Regions from separate parts of the Sus scrofa genome. Here all the other regions are linked to region 1. A link is a contact called in public Hi-C and HiChIP or PLAC-seq data. All regions are on one chromosome and are shown on one strand. Each heading gives the region's core, a stretch centred on a gene start, on an enhancer-like site or on the middle of the called end of the contact. The rest is flanking DNA. Distances are from core to core; before and after follow the strand shown. Region 1 holds the start of PHLDA1 (pleckstrin homology-like domain family A member 1). Region 2 holds the start of KRR1 (KRR1 small subunit processome component homolog). Region 3 holds the start of OSBPL8 (oxysterol-binding protein-related protein 8).

What was found. Hi-C and Micro-C count contacts between places; a contact is called where the count stands out from the background. HiChIP or PLAC-seq counts read pairs in DNA pulled down with a chosen protein or histone mark.
Region 2: a contact with region 1 is called in a Hi-C map of embryonic fibroblasts, with 4 times the contacts expected there. The contact joins the promoter of KRR1 here to the promoter of PHLDA1 in region 1. A contact is called at or near these places in 2 of 5 promoter capture datasets (fetal liver and fetal skeletal muscle), 18 of 47 Hi-C or Micro-C datasets (adipocytes, alveolar macrophages, embryonic fibroblasts and 9 more) and 2 of 2 datasets of contacts at active chromatin or transcription factors (alveolar macrophages and skeletal muscle).
Region 3: a contact with region 1 is called in an H3K27ac HiChIP or PLAC-seq map of alveolar macrophages. The contact joins the promoter of OSBPL8 here to the promoter of PHLDA1 in region 1. A contact is called at or near these places in 1 of 5 promoter capture datasets (liver), 1 of 47 Hi-C or Micro-C datasets (retroperitoneal adipose tissue) and 1 of 2 datasets of contacts at active chromatin or transcription factors (alveolar macrophages).

The regions. Positions count from the first base shown.
Region 1 is chr5:39,317,121-39,321,406 of Sscrofa11.1, forward strand. PHLDA1 (pleckstrin homology-like domain family A member 1) reads right to left here and starts at 2,193. Exons shown (of 2, transcript XM_021092050.1): 1 at 1-2,193.
Region 2 is chr5:38,819,604-38,823,889 of Sscrofa11.1, forward strand. KRR1 (KRR1 small subunit processome component homolog) reads right to left here and starts at 2,179. Exons shown (of 10, transcript XM_003126388.4): 1 at 2,026-2,179; 2 at 1-121. The coding sequence starts at 2,092.
Region 3 is chr5:39,742,524-39,746,809 of Sscrofa11.1, forward strand. It overlaps OSBPL8 (oxysterol-binding protein-related protein 8), which reads right to left and starts at 2,125. Exons shown (of 23, transcript XM_005655647.3): 1 at 1,699-2,125.

The DNA.
Region 1 (4,286 bases), core at 943-3,442:
AGAGCTGAGCAAGAGTCAAATTCTTTGTGTGTCGTGCTTAAGAAATTCGAAGTTAATCCCAAGGTAATCAAGAACAAAGGGTAACTTTTAAACACAGGAAGGTCCTGAATTTTAATCTAAAGAACAACTTTCCAGCAAATGGGACAATTCAAGCACAATCCTGAGACCTAAATTGTACTTAGCAGGTTCTCAGGGCCTTCACATTGTTAATGAATTAGCACTCTTTTAAGAGAATAGCAATTATTAAAATTATGTAATTTTAATTTCTAGTAAGTCCACATTTAAAAAAAAAATCTATACACCAATGACCAACCCTACACCTAACATCTCAGTTTTTTCTCTACCTTTATAGGACAAGTGAGCATTCCTGAGAATTTCTACATGACCAGCTGTTCCTCTTTTTAACAGAATGCAATTCTTCAGCTCATTTAGAAAGGATACTTCTTTTAAATGGGTAATTCAGAGTCTCTCAGGGCAGGTGTAGTTGGAAAAACATTTCATATGGGAAAATGATACAATACAAGCTTGAGTGGGTAAAAATATGATGTATTCTGGAAGTCCAAGCCATTTTCTTAAGAGATACACACGGTTTGGTGTTTGCTCACCTTCTGCAGTTTATCAGGATGTAACAAGTGCATTCTATCTAAATTACTTCACACTGTCTGAACAACCAGCACGATTTTCAAGAGCACTTATTTTTTTATAACTAGACTTTAAAACTCAGAATATCCAGTTGGGTATTTCAGGACTTAGTGACTTTATAAATGGCTCAGTGTACAATTTGCCTTCCCAGACCATAATGGAATTGATTATTAGAGATCTCAGCGCAGGAATCTTGTAGATTGATGACAATTTTGTTCTCAATTTCACCAGTCACCACCAACTCACAAAAATGACCACACTACCATTTTTTAAAGACAAATAAATCCACAGAAAGCAAATTGCAGGAAATAACTGTTTCCCTAAAAAAACCCCACAACTTCAGTTGTATATACTGAAAACCTACAAACGTCACTTAAAAATTACTAAAGTTTAGAAAATTCACTAACAAATCATTGCTTTGGAAAAAAGTCTGGAAAGCCTATTAGGTAGGGCCTGCCAGATAAAGATGTCTGTTGGGAGCATCTGACATGGCTGATCATCTCTTGGATACAGTTCTTCACTGACTTCAAGGTATCACCTAGTTTTCCTTCCACTTTCCTGGTCAGTCTCTCTCCTCTACAGGTTCCTCCTCTTCTCAACCTTTTAATCTTTGAGTCCTTGGTTCTCTTCTTATCTACACTCACTCCTTTGTTGATCGCATCCAGTCTTATCCTTGATTGCATCCAGTCTTATCCTTTTCAATAACAGCTATATGCCCAAGACTCCCAAATTTATCCAACTGCTTGTTGTCAAAGAATAAAACAAAGACCACCAAAGTTAAAAAATAATAATATTAACATGCCAGGCAAGGGCACATATACTGCTGAGTAGTTCACTAGAGGAGAAAATCTGAGGGGTTTTTCATAGAAAACAGGGTTCATAGAACTTTTGCTTAAATAAAAAATTTAAAGAAAGCATGCCAATAGGATGGAGTCCATAGGCTTATATAAGATTGGTTGAAACAAATTCCTAGATAGAAGTGGTTCAGTAAGGATCTGGAGGCAAAGATCATGGTTAGAACGGCTGCAGTAAAAAAAACAGCCTTCAGTTGTTATATATTCCAGGTCACTTGTTACTGTAAATTGAATTGTCTCCTTTACCCTTTCCCTACAGTACTATTTGGGTATCTGACAGAGAACTCAAATATATGCACTCCCAAATTTACCTCCTCACCCTGACCTGTTCTACCTACCTGCAGCCTCTCAGTTGGTAGCAATTTTATCTGTACAGCTGCTCAGGCCAAAACCAAAATTCTTGGAGTGGTACTGCTCTTAAAACAAGCCAAGGGAGTTCCCGTTATGGCTGATGGGGTTACGGGTCCAACTGGTATCCATGAGGATGCAGGTTCCATCCCTGGCCTAGTTCAGTGGGTTAAGGATCAGGCACTACTGTGAGTTGTGGTGTAGGTCACAGATGCAGCTCCTGATCCTATGTTGCTGTGGCTGTGGTGTAGGCTGGCAGCTGCAGCTCCAATTCAACCCTTAGCCTGGGACCTCCCATATGCTGCAGATTCAGCCCTAAAAAGCAAAAAAAAAAAAAAAAAAAAAAAAAGAGAGAGAGAGAGAGAGAGGTTTCCTGGTTAAGGACCCAGCATTGTCACTGCAGTGGTGCAGTTGCATCCCTAGTTCGGGAACTTACAAATACCATGGGTGCAGCCAAAACTAAAAACCAAAAACCAAAAACAAGCCTGTGGAGGCCACGAGCTTTAGAAGAACCAATACTACGTGTCTATCTGGAACTCATACTCTTTCTAGACTACATTTCAGTTATTCAGGATTCCAAATACCCTGCCTAAATAATTTTGGCTATTTCAAAGTGTGTTATATCACCACTGATTTTGAACATATAGGCTAGGATGTCCACACAAATGTGCAGAAGGCCTCTTGCCATTTAATTCAGAGGCAAGGATGGGAAGAGAAGGAAGGTGAGACATGGGCAAAGGATCAGCTTTCTCACAAGAAGTTTCTGGCATAGGACTTTTAAGGATCTGAAATCAAACCTGTTCCAGGCACTTATGAAGATTTATTTGTCAAGAGAGTAGTGTTGGGTGCATTTTCATTTCACAAGGCTTTAAAATATTTAATCATTGGTGTCTCCATTGTACTCTTGCCCCAGAACTACAAATGTTTAGAAGGACGCCTACCTTACAATAATCCTTTACTCACTTGCCAGTTGAGTCAAGAAATCCCATCAGTTATGTCTTCAAACTATATCTATATTCTGTCCATTTCTCTCAACTTCCTTCATTACCGCCCTGATCCAAATCACCTCATCTCTCCCCTGAATTACTGCAAGGGCTTTGCCTCGACTCTATCCTTGTTGTCTTACCATCTATATTACAATCTCTTTGTCATCTCAATCACTTTCTTCAAGTCTTTGCTCAATGAGACCTTTGCTAATCAGTCTAAAATTGCAACCATCCAATTTCCCTTAACTTTTCCCATAGCATGTATTACCTCCTAACATACCGAATAATTTATAATGCCTTTTGCTTATATTTCTGTTTCCACTCTTGTAGAATGCAAGCTCTTTTAAGATGGCAAAGATCACTGTTTTGTTGTATCCCAAACACCTAATAAATTTCCTAGCACAGAGTAGGAGCCTAACATATGTAGAAATTTTAAATGGACTCAAAAGCCTGAATCTGTCATTAAAAAAAAAAAAATCAAATGTCTTTGAATACTTTTAACAGATTTTTCATCATGCATCCTACTTTAAATTTTTTTCAAACTATAACAGGACTTCATAAAAAAAAAAACTTCTGAAACTTGTCTTATTATTTATATTTGGTATACTTTAAAAAATGGATTAACTACTATATATGTTAGACCTCTCTGAACTTTAAACGCTATTATATTTTATAAATGCTATGTAAAATAAGTGCTATAAACCTTTCTTTTTCTGAGCAACATACAATAGGTATTTAAGTATCATCCCATTGCTTGCTTGTAAGAGTAATTTTTTAAAAAATAAGAAACTACACATGGAACTGAATTGCTAGCAGTTTCTCTTAGTTGGCAGTTAGTCAGATATTTGCTTAGAAGTCCATTAATCAACACTGGCTTAAAGACATTTAACAGAATTTAGAAAGTTATTGTGTTCACTTTCATTTACGACTTGATTATAAGATTATAAATTGCTTAACCTATAAACATCATAATTTGCAATATACAGTAGGAACTCATGAAAAAAGACCATCTTGAAAGATTTGGATAAAGTTCAAATATCTAAAAGAAACAGTTAAAAGCCCAATAATCCATGAAAATACAAGTCAGGTCACCCTCAACAGTGCATAAAGGTCCATCCAGACTGCAATGTTCTTCACCATTCAACTCTTCATTTCCTAAAATACTACTTAGTAAAAATACTTTTTTAAAGAGCTTATTTCCAAAATGCCTAGTTGAAAAAGTTAACTCTCTTGAACTGAATACAGAACTATCCAGGTTTCACATGTGTCCTTTTAGCTGCCTTCCTTTTCACCTTATGTTGATCAACTGTGCCTCCTAGTGATCAATTTGTATAACACAGCTTAGAGCAATTCAGAATAGTAAAGGGTCTTAGGTGCTCTATCGAAATGTTTAAAAAACTGTTAATACAACCCTAGATCAAGCACTGCCAATCAGCTGTCTGTCCTTTCTATTCTG
Region 2 (4,286 bases), core at 929-3,428, 500 kb before region 1:
TCTCTGTATTTTGGGAACAAAGTTGCAAAACTGCTCTCCTCCAAGAGTCCTCTGGGATTGTCCTCTTTGGAAAAAGCTGGCTCCTTCCAACCATCGGGAACAGTGAGGAGTTCTGATTCATCTACAAAGAGCGAAAAATCTACACATCAGATTAACTTCTTTTGGATATTTTCTGAACACTTGTATGCATACATTCACAAGCTTCCCAATACTCTCCTTGCATTTCCTTTTCCCCTGCCTTTTATATTATTAAAGAACATGCCTCTGTTATAATCGTCAATATTAAATTGATTAAAATTATCCACACATGTTCCAGCTGCCTCATAAGATTAAGTTCCTCCTTTGAGCCACACTCACTGGCATATGCCTGACAGAGAGTGGATACTCAAGAAACTTGTATTTCACTACACTATCTTAGAGTTCAAGATCCAAATTCCATTTTGTTTATATTAGTATTTTAAACATAAGTAACCTTCAGACCTAACTGAAGTGGAGCCTTGATGTAAAAATATTTTCATGTGTATGTGTACATAAAACTTTTCAAAGCTGATCCTGGTGTACACTTTCAGTTAATATTCACTACTGTGGGGTTTTAGGTTTTCCAAAGAGCTTTCATGTGCCTTATTTCTGTATACCTTCATGACAACTAAGAAATGAATCAGTATTATTCCCATTTTATAAAAGATATTCAGTTCAAAGTTCAAGTGAATAATAAAAACAAAGTAAAGCCTAAGAAGGAAAACACAAAAGAATACCTATGTTCCCTTTTCATTCACATAAAATTCAAAAACAGGCAAAATTAAAACATCCTGTGCATAAGTAGTGAAGATTATAAAGAAAGGGAACAGAATAATTGACATGATTCACAATGGTTACTTTGGGTCCCTAAAGAGATATCTGAGAGTTGTAAGCAGGGGATTTTGAGGGTAAGGTAATGCTCTATTTTACTTTATGGTCTGTTTTGTTTCACTTGTTGGTTTTATTCTGTAAACTGTACACGTACTATCCCCTTTGCTATATACTTTACTTACTTAAGACAGCAACAACAAAACACCTTTAGTATTTCCTTAATGCCAAAGGAATGAGAGTTCAAAGTTTTTAACCAATAAGACTAGTTGAGCAGGCTATTTCTCTGGAATAGAGAGAAAGGAATAGAAGATATATTTCTTCTATTCATACTGAAGAAAATAGAAAAACAAAACTACAAAGCAAGAGAAAAGTTTAAAAATTATGCAGTCAGGAGCTGTGTTGGCAAATGCTTTAGCAACCTGACAAACAAAAATAATGATAAGCTTTCCAAAGTGTCTTTCCTAGCTGACAAACTAGTGCTAAGGACAATGGCAGCTACCTTCCATCACTACGTCTGTCTCAGTCCTTCATTATCACTCTATCACTTGTTCACTTTACAAAAAGATCTCCCAGAGTTGCCCTTGTGGCTCAGGAGGTTACCCTAACATAGTAGGTTAGCCCAACATAGTGTCCGTGGGGATGCGTGTTCAATCCCTGGCCCCATTCAGTGGGTAAAGGAATCAGGTGTTGCCCAGACTGCTGTGTAGGCCGACAGCTACAGCTCGGATTCAACCCCTAGCCGGGGAATGCCATACGACGCACGTGCAGTAGTAAAAAAGAAAAAAATAAAAACAAAGCAAAACAAAATGACCTCCTACCCCTGCCTCATCCCATCCCTCATTCTGTCAACGACTTCCAGCCAACGCTGCGAGTGTTAAGAGTCCAAACTCCCTCCTCAATTTCGTACTTAATACTCCTATTTTCACACCCTCTTACAAAAAAAAAAAACCGCATTCTGCAATATCTCTACTTTGGAGACTTCTAGCAAAAGCAATTAGTTAGGAACACGTTGCCGGCACCTTACTGGTCTTCCAGAAAGTCTGCCAACAATCCCAACTGGGAGCAATTACCGGTATTCAACTTCAAAGAACAGACTGAAGGCGGAGTTACACGTTTCTAGCCAGTGAAAGACAAAAAACCCACAAATCCCGGGCTTTTGTCCTCACACAACCTCACCTCGATTCTCTGGCTTCGGCTTCTGACGACGAACTGCAGCCGGAGCATTCTGCTGGGAGGACGCCATCTTCAAACTGCTTCCGGCGATACCTGGAAGCGAGTCCTTTCTTAAGTCCTACCAGCTAAAACCCCCGTACTCAAAATGAGTTCCGCAGAACGCAAACGAGGAGATCTGCGCAGTCTCCATGTGTGCACTGCATGCTGGGAATTGTAGTTTAACAGTGTGGGCGAGTCGGAGAGGGTTTTATCCACGGTTTTCTCGTAGCCTCAGGGTGTAACCCGGAACTCGGGACTCCAGGCTTTAGGCAGAGTGCAACCTAAATATCATTGATATCACTCATCCTTCTATAACTATTTATATGACCATCAAATATGTGTTAGGCGTGGAGAGGTGGTAGACGTGAGAATGCAAGGTCCTTGAAGTTAAGAAATGACAGTAATAGTTACCATTTGAGACTACCTTGTGTTGGGCACTTTATTTGCATTATTTCTAATCCTTGAAACAAAAGCAGAGTTAAAACTCTAAGATTGCTTTTTTGTTTGTTTTTGTTTTTTGTTTTAATTAGTTTTTCCAAGTCACTGTTTCTGATGGTCACTTTCTAAGGTCGTGCTATTTCTCTTTCTAAGCCGCAGGGATGGAAACTAAGCGATGCTTCTGAAGTTTTCACCTAGTCTAAGATTTCCTCAAATGACTAACTCCTGTCTATTTTAACATTGCACATAGCTGGCGTCAAGATGTGGGGCTGGAGTTCCCATCGTGGCTCAGTGGTTAAGGAATCCAACCCTGGCCTCACTCAGTGCGTTGAGGATCCCAGGTTGCAGTGAGCTGCGGTGTGGGTTGTAGACAGCTCGGATCCCGGTTGCTGTGGCCCTAGCATAGGCCGGTGGCTACAGCTCTGATTAAACCCCTAGCCTGGGAACCTCCATACGCCCCTGGTGCAGCCCTAGAAAAGACTAGGGGAAAAAAAAAAAAAAAAAGATGCGAGGCTCACCAGAGCTATACATTTTTACACTTCTAGGAAACTAAAAATTCTTAAGCTAAAGGTAAGACTTCTTTTGATGATTGCCATTTAAAAATTTTCTGCAACACAAATAGGGAAATTGATAGTTGAATTCCTTGTATTAGTGAAACAGGAAATGTTTATCCCAAATTCATCTTCGCATATCTTCTGTAAAAGACTTTCCTTTATGAAGTACTTGTATAAAACAGTTCCGTGAAAGGTACTGTGAAGCCAAACTGACTAGTTTGCCAACTACTGGCTATACAGCCTTCAGCAAATTTCTTACTTACTCTGCAAAGAAGAGTTCCTGCAATAGAGAGAATAAGAGGAATTCAGTGACTTTACACATATGAAAAGCTTACCAAAAAATATTTTGTATGTGGTACACATTCAAAAGTTGTTAGGTATTATTTCTCTATAATGGCGAAAAAGTAAAATCATCTTAACTTTCAATTAAGGATATAGTTAAATAAATTGGTTTTGGCTTCATAACTGTGAGATATTATACAAGCATTAATAAGAATTAATTAAATCTATATGGGAATATTACCTAGAGGCATTGAGTAATAAAAAGCCAGATACAGAAAGATAGGTTAATTATATATATGTAATTATTAGACCTTTATAATAATTACATGTATGTATAGATAACATCCCATTTTTATGAAGCAAATCATTCAACAAATTTTCATAGAGCATCTATAATGTTTCAGGCACTTTTAAAAATACTTGGTTCTGTTCTATGTTCTGGACATAATAATGTGTTTGTGTGTATGTGATTGTACAATGAACAAAGATTTGGATTGGTACACATTAAGTTTTCAAGGCTGACTACCTTAGGAATGAAGGCAATTAGAAAAGAATAAGGGAAATTCCTGTGTGGCTCAGTGGTAATGAATCTGACTAGTAGCCATGAGGATTCAGATTCGATACCTGGCCTTGCTCAGTGGGTTAAGGATCTGGCGTTGCCATGAGCTGTGGTGTGGGTTGCAGATGCAGTTCAGATCTGGTGTTGCTGTGGCTGTGGCGTAGGCTAGCAGCTGTAGCTCTAATTCAACCCCTCACCTGGGAATTTCCATATGCCATGGATACAGCCTTAAAAAGACTAAAAAAAAAAAAAAAAGAATAAGAATAAAAGAAGGAAGTAGGTAAAAAAAAAAAAAAAAAAAGATGTCCGTAATAACACAACAGGCATATAAATCTATTTATGTAAAACTGTCTGTATGTGTGTGTGCACACATGCATGGATAAGGAAGTCTA
Region 3 (4,286 bases), core at 875-3,374, 430 kb after region 1:
TTGTCTTTTTGCCATTTCTTGGGCCTGCTTCCGCGGCATATGGAGGTTCCCAGGCTAGGGGTCGAATCGGAGCTGTAGCCGCCGGCTACGCCAGAGCCACAGAAGCTTGGGATCCGAGCCGCGTCTGCAACCTACACCACAGCTCACCTCAACACCGGATCCTTAACCCACTGAGCAAGGCCAGGGATCGAACCCGAAACCTCATGGTTCCTAGTCGGATTCGTTAACCACTGAGCCACAACGGGAACTCCTAAACAGGCATTTCTAAGCCTGTGAACAATGTACTGAAGCTTAAATGGTTCACACAGAATTTGACCGCAACAACTTAAGTTCCATAATTAAAGACCTAAAAGGTAGTTCTTATGTTTCATCTTGTCCTTTTCCCATTACTCTGAACAGGCACACTGTAGTCATTCCAAACACAGCTGCTATCAAAAAAACGGTTAACAAAAATTTGAAATTAGTTGTACTTTTAATAGAGCACAAATTGCATGCCTTACTTCCCTTTCCCAACCTGTTTCATAAAGCTAGCATTATCTTAATAATTTCACTACAAAAATTAGGAAGCACAGAAATTAACCATGGTCCCTCAGCATGGTCAAGTTCAAGTGACACCTGATGGGATGGAGGGAGGAAACCTAACAAGCAGTTCACCCATGTTTCTCCACCAGTCCCTGTCTGCGCTCCTTGGAGTCCTAAATGAGGCAAACAAACAAACAAACAAAAAACCGCACTAAAATGGCACTAATTTGAAGCTAAGTTTTAGGGGAAGTTAATAAAAACTAATAAACCTACCATACACGGTGCATTCGATTATCATTTAGAAGTCATTTAAGTCTTCCAGCATCAGAAAGGAAAAAAATCTCATTAAATTACTTAAATATGCTTATATCATTAGTTGGCTAAGTTTTCCCATCTAAGTAGGAGCCTAAGATACCCATTATCTCAAGCAGCATTTTGACAAAATGAAATTAGGAATGGTCCCCAACCGCAGACGTTTCTCATAAAGAAGAATGTTAAATGACTTTTGTAAATGGAAAATCTGCATATACTGCTGCTGCGCCTCGGCCAGTCTTGAGTCGGTGGCTCCATGAACCAAAAACATGCTCTTTGTGAAGCTCCTTGGAATCTTAAGGAACGGCTCAAAAGCAATCATTAAATATAAAAGTCCAGCAAAGGCTTCGCCTTCCTCCTACGCTACATAAGGCCACAGGAACTGAGGTTTAGAGGAACATCACCGTGTCACTCGGCTCTGCAAGGCCGGGTGCGGTCTGCGGTGCGCGGCACAGCCTCCTCTGGGGCTGTCACAGGAAAACGGGAGCCTCGCCTTAACTGCACCAAGTGACAAAGCGCCAGCTCTCCCCGGCGCTGGGGCTTCCGGCAAGACCCCGCGGTCCGCCCAGTCAAACTTCGGGAGGAAGCAGACAGTCAAAAAGCTCCTACCAGCCCCCAGCCCCTGCCACGGCTTTGTAAGGTTGCAGACGCACCTACCGCGGGCCCCAAAACACTACATCCCCGCCAGCCTCTGGAATTCCCCACTCCAAAAGCGGACAAAGGAGCCAAAGAAAAACTCCCCGGCGCAGGGTGCCTGGAGTCGCCGCCAGGCCGAGCTCAGAACGTGGGAGGGCAGGGGGTGCAAGTCGCCCGTAGGGGAGCGAACCTGTCACATCCCAATTCACCGACCCGCGCGACACTCACCGATGCGGAGTCCTCGGAGAGGCGGGGCGCAGGTGGCCGGTTCCTCTAGGGCCCTGCACGCGTCCAATCGGACCCCAACTTCTCTCAGCCGCTGTCGCCGGCGGCAGCTGAGACGCGAGCCCACAGCAAGGGCGCTGTCTCGCCGCCACTGAGGCACTGCCTGCTTCGCCCTCGAAGGGGGAGGGAACTCCGGCCCCGCGGTCTACTCGCCCAGGCGGGCCCTCACCTTCCCTCCGCCTGCCGGCTATTGACGGCGGCTGCGGCCGCGGCGAAATCTAACACTGCCGCCGATGCGGCTGCCGCTATCACCCGCGCCTGGCCAGGAAAGCGTCGCGGCCTAATGCTGTCATCATCGGCCGAGTCGCCGCCTCTCTGGGCACCTAGAGCGGCCAAGGTCCTTCGATTTCGAGCGCCCTCCCCTCCCGACCCCGCCCCCCGGCTCCGCCCCCCGACCTCGGCTACAGGGCTCGGACCACACCCCTTTTCCGTCATGTGACGACGCGGGGAGAAAGAGGCGAAGACCCCTCCCCTACCGGGCGGGCGTCAGCCGCGCGGGCGCAACTGTCAACACTCCACCCTGGTGGAGTCTTGTCGCCGCTGAACCGCTTCCGCACACTCGAGGGCGGTCTAGGGAGGCGAATCCACCGCCGCCCTCCCGGAGCTTACAGGGGCGAGGCCTTCGGGACCGGTTGTGCAGGGCACTACCCATTCTGAGGAGACTGCAGAACAGAGCTCGGGGTAGGGCCCTGGGCCCCACGCCCATCCTGAGGCCCCAGCGTGAGGCCCGCCTCCCCAGTTTGGGTTTGGCTAAACTTTCAGCCAAACAAAGGAACACAGAAGGCATCTTGGTGTCTGGCTTGGAAAGCCATAACTACTTGTTCCCGTTTCCGGTAGCACGTTAATTGTGGCATTTAGTGTACTGTTTTCTTCAGTAGAGGTTTTTATTTTTGAGGAAAGGTTGGTGCATTTCCTTCACGCTAGGATGAAAATAACCTAGCAAACTTATTTTTGTTCCTAGTCCTGTTCAAGATCCTTCATGCCAGCTTTACAGTGTGATAGGTTGATGGCGGTTTACACAGATACACAGGAATTTGACAGTTTATTCTATTTTTAAAGTGAAGCCTACTTCTTGATTTTTTTCAGGTACTTTAACTTTTGGACATACCTTTTGCCTTCCGTTTTAACTGTGGTTGAAGGAACTTTCCCCCCAACCTGTTAATAAGAGGAAAAGAGCAAAAGGCTGGACACCAAAAGAAGGACAATGACAATACAAAAATAAGGGAAGTGCAAAAGCAGAAAGATCATAAACTCTACTAACAATGAAGGCACATGAGAAAGCTTTCTGTAATATCCAAACAGTTTGTAACTCATTTTTCCTTTTATCTAAGTTTTCTCTCTTAAGCGATTCTTATTTCATTTTCTTAAGACCTCGAAAAGCATTTTGATCAGCTGGATAGTTTGAAATGAATAAGCAATAGCGTTTGGCTTATGTAATCTCTTTACAAAGGTATTTCGTAGAAACTCTAAACAATCATGGACTTTAAGACTCACCATTATTTCATATTACCCAAGAAAGGAAAAGAAATACTGCCAATTAAACTATGCCTTGCTACTGATTTTTTAAAGACATATCTTGAACCCAGAGATGTTAAAATGTGAAAAACAATGAGTCTTAGAATCTATGAGATTGTAATGAATTGGTGTTCCAATGAGGAAGATTCTATAGGTTCTGTTCTGAAGTCTGGGAGATAGTACTTGTAGTTCAAATAAATATGAGGGAAGTTTATTATTCTGTGATTGACACAGTTTCAGCAAAGCTGGTAATTTTGGAGCTTGATAGATTGAAACCTGCCTCCTAGTTCCTTGAGCAAGATTTTTCAAACTTTTCAAAAAAAGTCAATTTTATTTAATAGCTAGAATGGAATAAAATAGAAAAGATCAGAGGGCACATATAATAAAGGCAAGAATTCTTCGTGAAACTTTTGGTTCAATTATGGAGGAGAGTGTTTATGTCTTATGTGTGTTTTTATTGTGAGTTGAAATCACATACATTTCAAAAAGAATGTTCTTACAGTATAGCTAACATGCAAAATATACCATCTGGGCTGTTTTTCTCTGGTGCTTTTCCTTTACTTTGGGAACTGAGACTAAATAAAGATCAGAAGGAAATGAATCGCCTTGTCTAATCCTCTCTTGCCTCAACCACACTTTCTTATACTGGCTGTTGAAAATAAATGGTAATTTATTGAAACGGAAAACACTGTACTGGAGTCAAGGAGGCCTAAGTTATAGACTTAGGTACTTAGATACCTGGCTAGATAAACTACTCTCTGTATATCAAGTTCTGGTAAAAGTAGGGAGTTGGTCTTTAAAGAATGATACTCAATCTTTTTTTCCACTGGATGAGATTCACAGATGAAACAAGTAGTCGGTGGTGAACCCAGGATTATGGAAATTCCTGTCAAACTATAACTCCTTTCAGCTACTTAACAAAAAAAAATCAGAATGCAAGTAAGTGAAAGTGGAGATATCATAGGAAAACAAATAGAAGTATGTTAAGGAACTAAATTTGGAGCGGTGTTCCTTAA